Linked DNA regions of Anas platyrhynchos: region 1 is linked to region 2. Evidence: chromatin contacts called from public Hi-C data. All regions are on one chromosome and are shown on one strand. Each heading gives the region's core, a stretch centred on a gene start, on an enhancer-like site or on the middle of the called end of the contact. The rest is flanking DNA. Distances are from core to core; before and after follow the strand shown.

Evidence for each region. A called contact is a pair of places that touch in the nucleus more often than the background predicts.
Region 1: a Hi-C map of skeletal muscle shows a contact between it and region 2, with 1.9 times the contacts expected there. The contact joins the enhancer-like site here to the promoter of ASB14 in region 2. A contact is called at or near these places in 3 of 8 Hi-C or Micro-C datasets (F5 follicle, liver and skeletal muscle).

What each region holds. Positions count from the first base shown.
Region 1 is chr13:12,806,098-12,810,413 of IASCAAS_PekinDuck_T2T, reverse strand. TWF2 (twinfilin actin binding protein 2) reads left to right here. Exons shown (of 11, transcript XM_072044535.1): 11 at 1-695. Among named protein-coding and RNA genes, the nearest start is that of ALAS1, 14 kb to the right of the region's middle. Within about 2 kb of position 2,168, at least 2 of the 8 cell types and tissues checked have an H3K27ac peak or open chromatin away from gene starts, as enhancers often do.
Region 2 is chr13:12,757,752-12,761,716 of IASCAAS_PekinDuck_T2T, reverse strand. ASB14 (ankyrin repeat and SOCS box containing 14) reads right to left here and starts at 1,570. Exons shown (of 11, transcript XM_072044103.1): 1 at 1,482-1,570; 2 at 1,041-1,080. DNAH12 (dynein axonemal heavy chain 12) reads right to left here. Exons shown (of 73, transcript XM_072044101.1): 73 at 2,277-3,195. The coding sequence ends at 3,005. The region is part of intron 1 of LOC119718254 (a long non-coding RNA gene); the gene reads left to right.

The DNA.
Region 1 (4,316 bases), core at 919-3,418, 48 kb before region 2:
CTTCAGCCTCCCCCATTTGCTTCATCCGCCTCCCTGTGTTTTACTGGCATGGGGGGGTGGTCTTGGTGTTTGTGGTGTGATCACGAGCCAGCAGCAGGGGCTGGGGCTGGCCTGACTCTGCCCTGATCCTCAGTTTTGTCATTCCTGGGAGAAACTTCTGGTCCTGGCACCTGTGGGATGGATGGACAACTGCAAGGAAACGGGGGGAGGTGGGATAAAGCCCTGAGCCTATCTTAAAAATTCTGTGGGCTACCCCAAATCCTGGCGGGGGGAAGGCTGGCAGCCCTGGCACATCCCTCAGCAGCTCTGCCCAGCCCGGGGGCTGTCCCCTCTCCCCTTCCTTGCTGGGTTAGGGCACGCTGCACGTCCCTGGCCACCAAGGGCTGAGGTCAGTGCTGCAGCTTTGGCTTCGTGAGGGGATTTTGTGAGGGGAGCGTGCCTTGCTGCTGGGTCCTAGTGAGGTCTCAAGAGCTGCCTGCCTTCCCCCCTGCGCTCTCCAGGTGCTGGAAACACCGGGGCTGTGCCCCCTGCCCTTCCCTGCTCGCCGGTGAATGTGCCGACGTTGCCTTGACCACGTTGGGGTGCTGGCTGCAGGAGCCGGGGTGCCCTGGCAAGGTGGGATGTGAAGCCTGGGGGGAGCAGAGCATACTGTACTGAACGCTGTATTTTCTAAAGAATAAAGTATTTTTAAAACAGCCTGCTGCCCTGCCACTTTTTGGGGGCTGCCGGAGGCCCCACGTTTGCCCTTGTATCAGGAAGTGATATGAGGTCACCCCGGAGGCTCCTCTTCTCCTGACTGCACATCCCCGGCTCTCTCAGCCTTTCTTCACAGGAGAGCTGATCCAGCCTCTGATCAGCTTTGTGGCCCTCCTCTGGACCCGCTCTAACAGCCCCACATCCTTCTCGTGCTGGGGGCCCCAGGCCTGGACGCAGCACTGCAGGTGGGGCCTCAGGAGGACAGAGCAGAGGGGGACAATCACCTCCCTCCCCTGCTGGCCGCTCCTTGTGACACCGATAATAAAGATATTGAACAGCACCAACCCCCTACTGACGTGTAGCTGAGAGCTGCCCCTGTGAATACAGAAGTGGGCAGGCCAGGCCCTCAGGAGCACCCACTGAGCTCTTTGTGGGCCTGTCTGTGCTGGGAGAAAAGCCTTCTTCATCACCTCGTTCACCACAGCAAAAGACGTGCCCCCAAAATACGTGTCTGCAGGGCAGCAGGGATATGAGAGAGGTGTGGATCTGGCGGCATTAATAATGCTATTATTACTATTATTATTCCTGCCTCAATGCCCAGGCAAGGGCTGCTCCTGCTCAGGTGGCCCAACCAGCATCCAGCAGCACAAATGACCACCAGCAGTGACACAAGGACAATGGCATGGCTGGAAAGCCTTGTGGGGACTCTGCCCCGTGGTGCTTGTGCCTCGGGGCAGCAGCTCAGGACCAGCTGTGCTGGCCAGGTAGGCACCTGCTGGTGGGGTGCCTTGGAGGGGGCTGCATTAGGGCTGCACCAAGCATCTCCTCCCCACCAGAGGGACTACCTCCGGGCCTAGGAAATGCGTTGGGTTTTCATCATGCGGGATTCAAGGGGCTGGTTTTAGCCCAGTTCCCTGAAGGCGTGAGGTTGGTGAGCTTGTGAGGCTGGTTCCCTCCTTCAGCGCTGAACCTGCTGGTTATCGTCGCCCACAGCACGCAGCTGGAGGCTGGGCAGGCAGCCAAGGCCCCCAGAGCTTTATGAGCAATGAGAGCTCCATGCTGCACGCTCAGCGAGGGGCTTTGGGACCAGCCAGAGCATGGCACAGCAGAGGCTGGGGGTGGTGGGAGCACTGGGACTGTGCAGCAGCCCTGGAGGAGGTGGCCGAGGATGTCGGGGCCTGCTGGCCCGACCACTGCCTCAGTGGAGGGTGCTTTTGTTTGCATTCAGGATGTTTTACTGCATTACACTGCCTGGAGTTTCTCTCTTATGTAAATAGGTTGAGAAATAAAGGATATGAGATTAAGGCTGTGCAACACACAACTGGATGAATTATTTGCCCCTGTGGGTTCCCAGACAAATCTTAGCAGTCTTTACAGCTGTGTTCTTCCTTGCTTACTCTGTCAGGGCTATGGACGATTTGTCCCCAACTTTATGAACATCTTTGACCAGTTATGTTCCAGAAGCCAAACTAGTGCTTACGTAACCATCACTAGTTATGCAACCCACCATTCAAGCTTTGTTTGCTGGGAAACAATATGTGTTTGTTTATTCATTCTTTGTCCTTTTCAATGGAGAAAATATGTCCTGTGTGCCGTTGGCTCTGTCACTCTTCGCAGTTGTGTTGAACATCTCTGCCAGGCTCTTACTGCACTCCACTTCTACCTTCACACCCTTGCTTAGCAGCACTAGAAGATGTTACCACATGGGATGTGAATGGGTACACAGGGACTGACTACCATGTGCTGATGCTCATCGTGCTCCTGCCACTGCAACCAATGCTAGTTCTGAGCCTCGGGATTCCATTCCCACCTGCAACTAATTTGGAATTGCGTTTGAGATTTCTGATAGCTGGAGCCCTCTCTGTCTTATTTCTTCTCCCCTGCACCATGAAGGAGTGTGGAGAACCTGCTATGAGAACTAGAAGGAAAAAATCAGCTCTATTAGCTGGCATACAAAATGTGTTGCTCCAAGTTTGAGTGCTATCAGTGAAGAAACTAGAAATGCAAGTAACCTTTTACTTTTGGCTTGTGGCTATAGATTAGTCAACACCTCCCCATCCAGATTGCTTACACTACCAGCTCCAAACATCAAAGGTGCATTATGACATTAGGACACTCGTCGAGGAAAGGATGATAAAGGATCTTGAAGGACCTGCAGCTCTATAGCTATGTCTCAAGTTACTAATACAACTTAGTATCTAACGAGAGGAGATGTGCAATGGAGCTGCACATTCATGAAGTCTTAGCCGAAAGCTGCTTGTTGCAATGCAAGGAAACCAGGGTGGGGCACTACATTTTCTTTCAAGTAGCTCTGCAGCATGCCTTAGTAAGATCAGGTTAATGTCACAGCAAGTGAAAGCTAATCCCTTCAGAGCAGCAAAGAAACTGCTTGCGTACACCATAATCGGGGGTGGGCTTTAGCAAGCTACTTTATCAACTGCCTTGTTTAGCAGTAGACCTAACTTGCCATATTAATCCTAGTGCCTGAGGTCAGGTAGTTCCTGCCCTTCCGCAGGACACCGCACCAGGCAGAGGCAGTAGGCACTTGCCTGGCTTGTAAATGACTTTTTAAATGGATCTGATTGACTTAGGAATCTAAGTCTTTTGAAAGGAATTCTTTCAGGAAATGCAGTGTCCTTCAGTATATACTTAAAATAGTGGTGATTGCCAATGGGTGGAGGTGATGTCTTCAGATTGACTACAGTCTAACTCCCAAAAGTGGCTTTGTAATATTACAGCAATATTGCTGCAACATTAACAGCAATAATAACAGCAATAGCCAGTGCAGGGGGGGCTTGTTACCTCCTGAAAAGCAAGAGTTGTGCAGTAACTGGCGAAAACTTGCCTGTAGCAGTTAAAGAACATACCACTGCATGAAGAAAGCAGTGCTGTGCTCTGCTGTAGACTGCATGACAGTAGTGTCCTCTCAATACATGTATTCACCCCTACTGCTACATACATACCTGGAACTACTCCCTAATTGAAGTATGCACTTGCTATTCATGAAAGCATTACACAGGCCTGTTACCTAATTGACATGCAAATTGTCAGAGGTTGCAAAAGCCGCATTGATATTCTATTACAAGCTGCTTCTCTCAAAGACCTGAATTATTAGGAATTGTTTGCTGATAAGCAGCTTTTCCACTGAAGGCTATCCTGGGGCACATATGAAAGTAGAACATGCAGCTGGAGTGAACTTGGGCAAGAACTTGGGCAACCACAAGCAACCTTGCACCTCCCAGCCATACTATGGTATACAGGCCCTCCCTTCCAAGGATATTACAGTCTTTATTTTTTTAAAGGAAAAAAACAGCCGTGTCAAGCAGTCACAAAGTACCACTTACTAAATCTCACTGGCAATTTTCCTCTTGAAACAACAGAATGCTTCTCAGGTACAAAGAAGTACCCTGCTGAGCACTCAAGTGGGAGCACCTGTGTGAGACTACCACGCACACAGCCAACCAAGAGTAAAGCAGCAGAGGGAGGCTAGCACAGCCCTTTCTAAATGCTCTCCTGCTCATACTGCAGTGTATCTTCAGGGAGAACATACTAAGTTAGATACATGCATAATACTGCATCAACACCTCTGCTAGCTTTAAAGTTCTGTCTAGAGCTCTGGG
Region 2 (3,965 bases), core at 321-2,820:
CCGTCTTCTCCCAGGTATTTAGTCTGGAACACTGCAAAGAGAGCTGTTCTACTCTAGAACAGAATAAAGGTCTTCTAAGTCCAATAGCATGTGCTAGCTTTTATCTCTATTCCACAGACTGAACATACAGAACAGGTACTTCATCTGGCATTACTACTAGGAAGAATAAAATAAGTAAAATACAATTTTCAGATGGTTTAAATACTCCTTCCCTCTTAAATCTTTCAGAAACTCAAATACCACAATCATGCTCTGATGCTTCCTTAGTAGGAAAGCAGATCTGCAATAAAATTTGGGATGTTTTTTGTTTTGTTCACAGAGGGCCTGATAGTGAAAAGTAGCTGAAAGACACAAGATTTGTTAGTAATACCTTTTGGTCAACGTGTTTCAACAAAGATATCATTAGAGCCATATCTTGTAGTCAGAAAAAATATTGCAAATTTGTGCTAACATCGTGTACTTCAATCTTTCAACTGGAACAACATCATACTCCATGGCTGAAAAAAAGACCAAACTTACCACCTTATGTACATAAACTGCAGCTATTTGGCAGAGAGAAACCTACAAGTGCGCATTCTTTGTTAATGCATACCTGTACTTGCCTAACAGTTGTAAGGGATATATAGAAAAATATTGTAACAATATAAATTCAAATATATGCAAAAATCAAAAAAACACTGGTGTAATCATAATGGAGTTAAAAATAAATAGCTTAAAAACATCACTACAGTTAAAAGAAAAGAAAAAGAAAATGTTTACCAAGTTGGAAGGATTCAATTAAGAATATTTTTAGGAATCTTAAGATTATAACACAAACAATGTAGCACAAAAATCCCATTTATACTATATAAGTCTAAATGTTCAAATAAAAAAATATTAGAAAATCTTTACATTCAAATCAGTCATTAAATATTATGTGTGTAGATGTACACTTCTTTATATGCATAACCTGCAGCACTATTCGTTTGTATATTTGGCTATGTTACTATAGATTAAAATCAAAGATGTTCTTTTAGACTCTAACCTTTCATCGATTTTACCTCATCAAAACTTGCACTTCTGTCTTTCAAGAGAGTTGACCTGAAAACAAAACAAAACACTAAAAATACAGGGCAAAATAAAATAAAATGAGCAAATAAAAATGAAGGTAAATAAATAAATGAGAAAATGAATAAGCACAGCAAAATGAAGAAATGTCAATACAACACTTGGAAAAATTTCAGAAACGTCTTAAAGTTGAACAGCAGTAATTCACAGCAAACCTGCATCATTTCATTTCTTATGTGATCCACCTAACGTGTGATTGCAAGGCCTTGCTCTGTAATTGAATATGTATCAAGGAAGAGAAATTTAGTAAGAAAACATGCATACAAGTATCTATTAGCATTCGATTACACCTACAGTAGTACAATGTGAACATAAACACCTTTTTAAAAAGTACTAATTTTCCTAGGAATTGAGAAAATGCAGTTTTTCCTCACCTTGTGGAAGACTTCACACTTTGAAGAAGTGATTATTAAGTTGAAAGCAATATTTGCAGGATAGAAACTGATCTCAGTGGAGTTTGTGTCCGTTAATAGCTCACTATAAATAACCTATCATAAGATACTCTGGGACTTTCTCCACGTTTCTTTCATACAGGTTAGTTACATTTCATAACCTGACCTGACAAATAGTGTCAGCAAAAGAAGAAATTTGAAGTTCTGTTTATTTACAAAATACTCTTGTTTAAGTTTTTGGAATGAGAAGCTGAGAACTGCAAGTAGTATTACCTTACAGAGAGAAAAAAAAACATTAGTACTTCACAAGGGTTCACTACAGATACTGGCAGGAGCTTGTTTAAAAATGGGTAAGATGACACATAAAGAAAATAATACAAGCAATAAAAGTAAGTATAAACTATTAAATAAAATAAAGAGATGACCCTAATAAAATTACTATGCACCTCTGATTGCCTAATCACAATTTACATATAAATATTAATAGAAATAGAAATGCAAACAAAAGATAATATAGAGTCTGTACATGGAAAAGGAGTTTTTCAGAAAGAAACATCCCAAACCTCTTCTACATGTAAAACACAGTAAGCAATGAAATGAAAAACAAAGTTGTTTAATTATAACAGTGACGGTAGGCTGGAGTGAGACTTTTCTGTGCTTAATTCACTCACTGTATTTAATTTACTCACTCTATTTTGTGGAGGGATCCTTACAAAGAAATGATGATAGCTATGTCTGCATGCAAGGTGGAAATAGTTCTTTAGCAGAGGAGAATGCTTTACTAATTATCTTTTATTTATTTATTTTAAGAAAACCAAAGTATAGAATCATTGAAGGAATTGAAACTGGACTGCATCTCTGGAGTAACAAAGAAGCAGAAATAACATTTTATGGCAGGCAGTCATAACGGAGGATTCGATCATTTCTACTTACAGAAACTGTTTGAAAAAGTAAAAAAAAATAAAAAAATCCAAATTAAGTCCTGAAAAGATGAATTTGCTGAGCAAGGAAGAGACTTGGTAGTGCCTATTACAGATAGTTTAAAAATTTCTCATACTGCAGTCTTCATTGTTGCAGAACAGAACATAGGCTATATATAACACAAGACTGAAATCCCCAAACTTACTATCTATTGGGTTTCCGCTCACACAATTCAGCACTCCTAATGTTTCAAGTTTATTAATTGTACTATTTCTCACAGAAAGTGCAGACACTTTGTTTTTGGTTAAGATATATTTAGTGATATTTTAGTAATGCATAAAATGTACGTTTACACATTAATAATGTTTCCAAAGGCTAAAAGCCTAACCATACCTTTTACAGATTGTAAAGGTGCTAATAATAACACATACTTATTTAAGGTAAAATGCTGAGGATTAGAAAACACATGCCCTCTTTTAAGATTAAAAAAAAAGTCTCTAAGTTTCTGTTGTACAGCATGCTCTTCTGCTGTAAGCAAACAAAAGAAAGGTGTCTTTTGACATTTGTATCTGAACTGGTCAAAGTTAGTCATCCAGTTGGCAGAGCAATGCAACACCTCGCTTGATCCAGTGTTGGACTGGTTTATCCGTGTTAAGCGTCAGAGCAATGACAAAGTTAGTGGAGTGTCCAGTAGTAGATAAGACTCCTTTACGCTCACTTGTCTTGTAGAGAGGGCAGACATATGCATTAGATTTCTTTATATCCGATTTTGCAGCTTTAAAAAAAAAAGAAAAAAGAATATAACCTCCACATTAAGTACTAATCTAAATATCACGTACTTATAGTAACATTTTTAAAGCTAAATAAAAATAGCAATATTGCTTTGTGAGCAACACAATATCTGTTTTTACGGAATTTTTGCTTCTCTGCAATTCTACAAAATTTGTAATAATTCAAAAACATTCAAATCTGAATAGTTACATAATTAAAGCATTTTGCATTCTGCTTTCATGTTAGGATTAACATTTAGACACAAGCTTTTATAATCTCCCTAAGAATTATGGTCCAGCATCCACAGAGACTAACTGTAATTCAAATCACTGGAGATTCAACAATCCTCTTAGAACTAGACTGTTCACATGCAACTTGCACAATGTTTAAAATTATGCAAGTCTGAGAACAGATTCACCCAATGCCAAAAGAAGGCACAGACAGAAAAAGTAGAAACTTGGTGTGACTGCATATTAGCTAACTATATCTAAGTTGCAACAACTGCAATATAAAGTCTTGCTTAAGTGAATAAATGAAAATCAGCTATTTACTGTTCTTAATCAAAGAAAAGAGTCATAGAAAATATTTCACTAGTATCACAGAAAACTAGGAGCAGATAAAAATAATCTGAGCAAACCTTGCTAAATCACATGAGGTAAAACAGTAAATCTCTGTAAGTCAATTCAAAATTCTCCTCAACTTGAGTAAGCCAGGAATTCAAACACCATGTGCTTTTCCTACCAAAATTATCTTTTGGTTGAGAAACAGATCAGG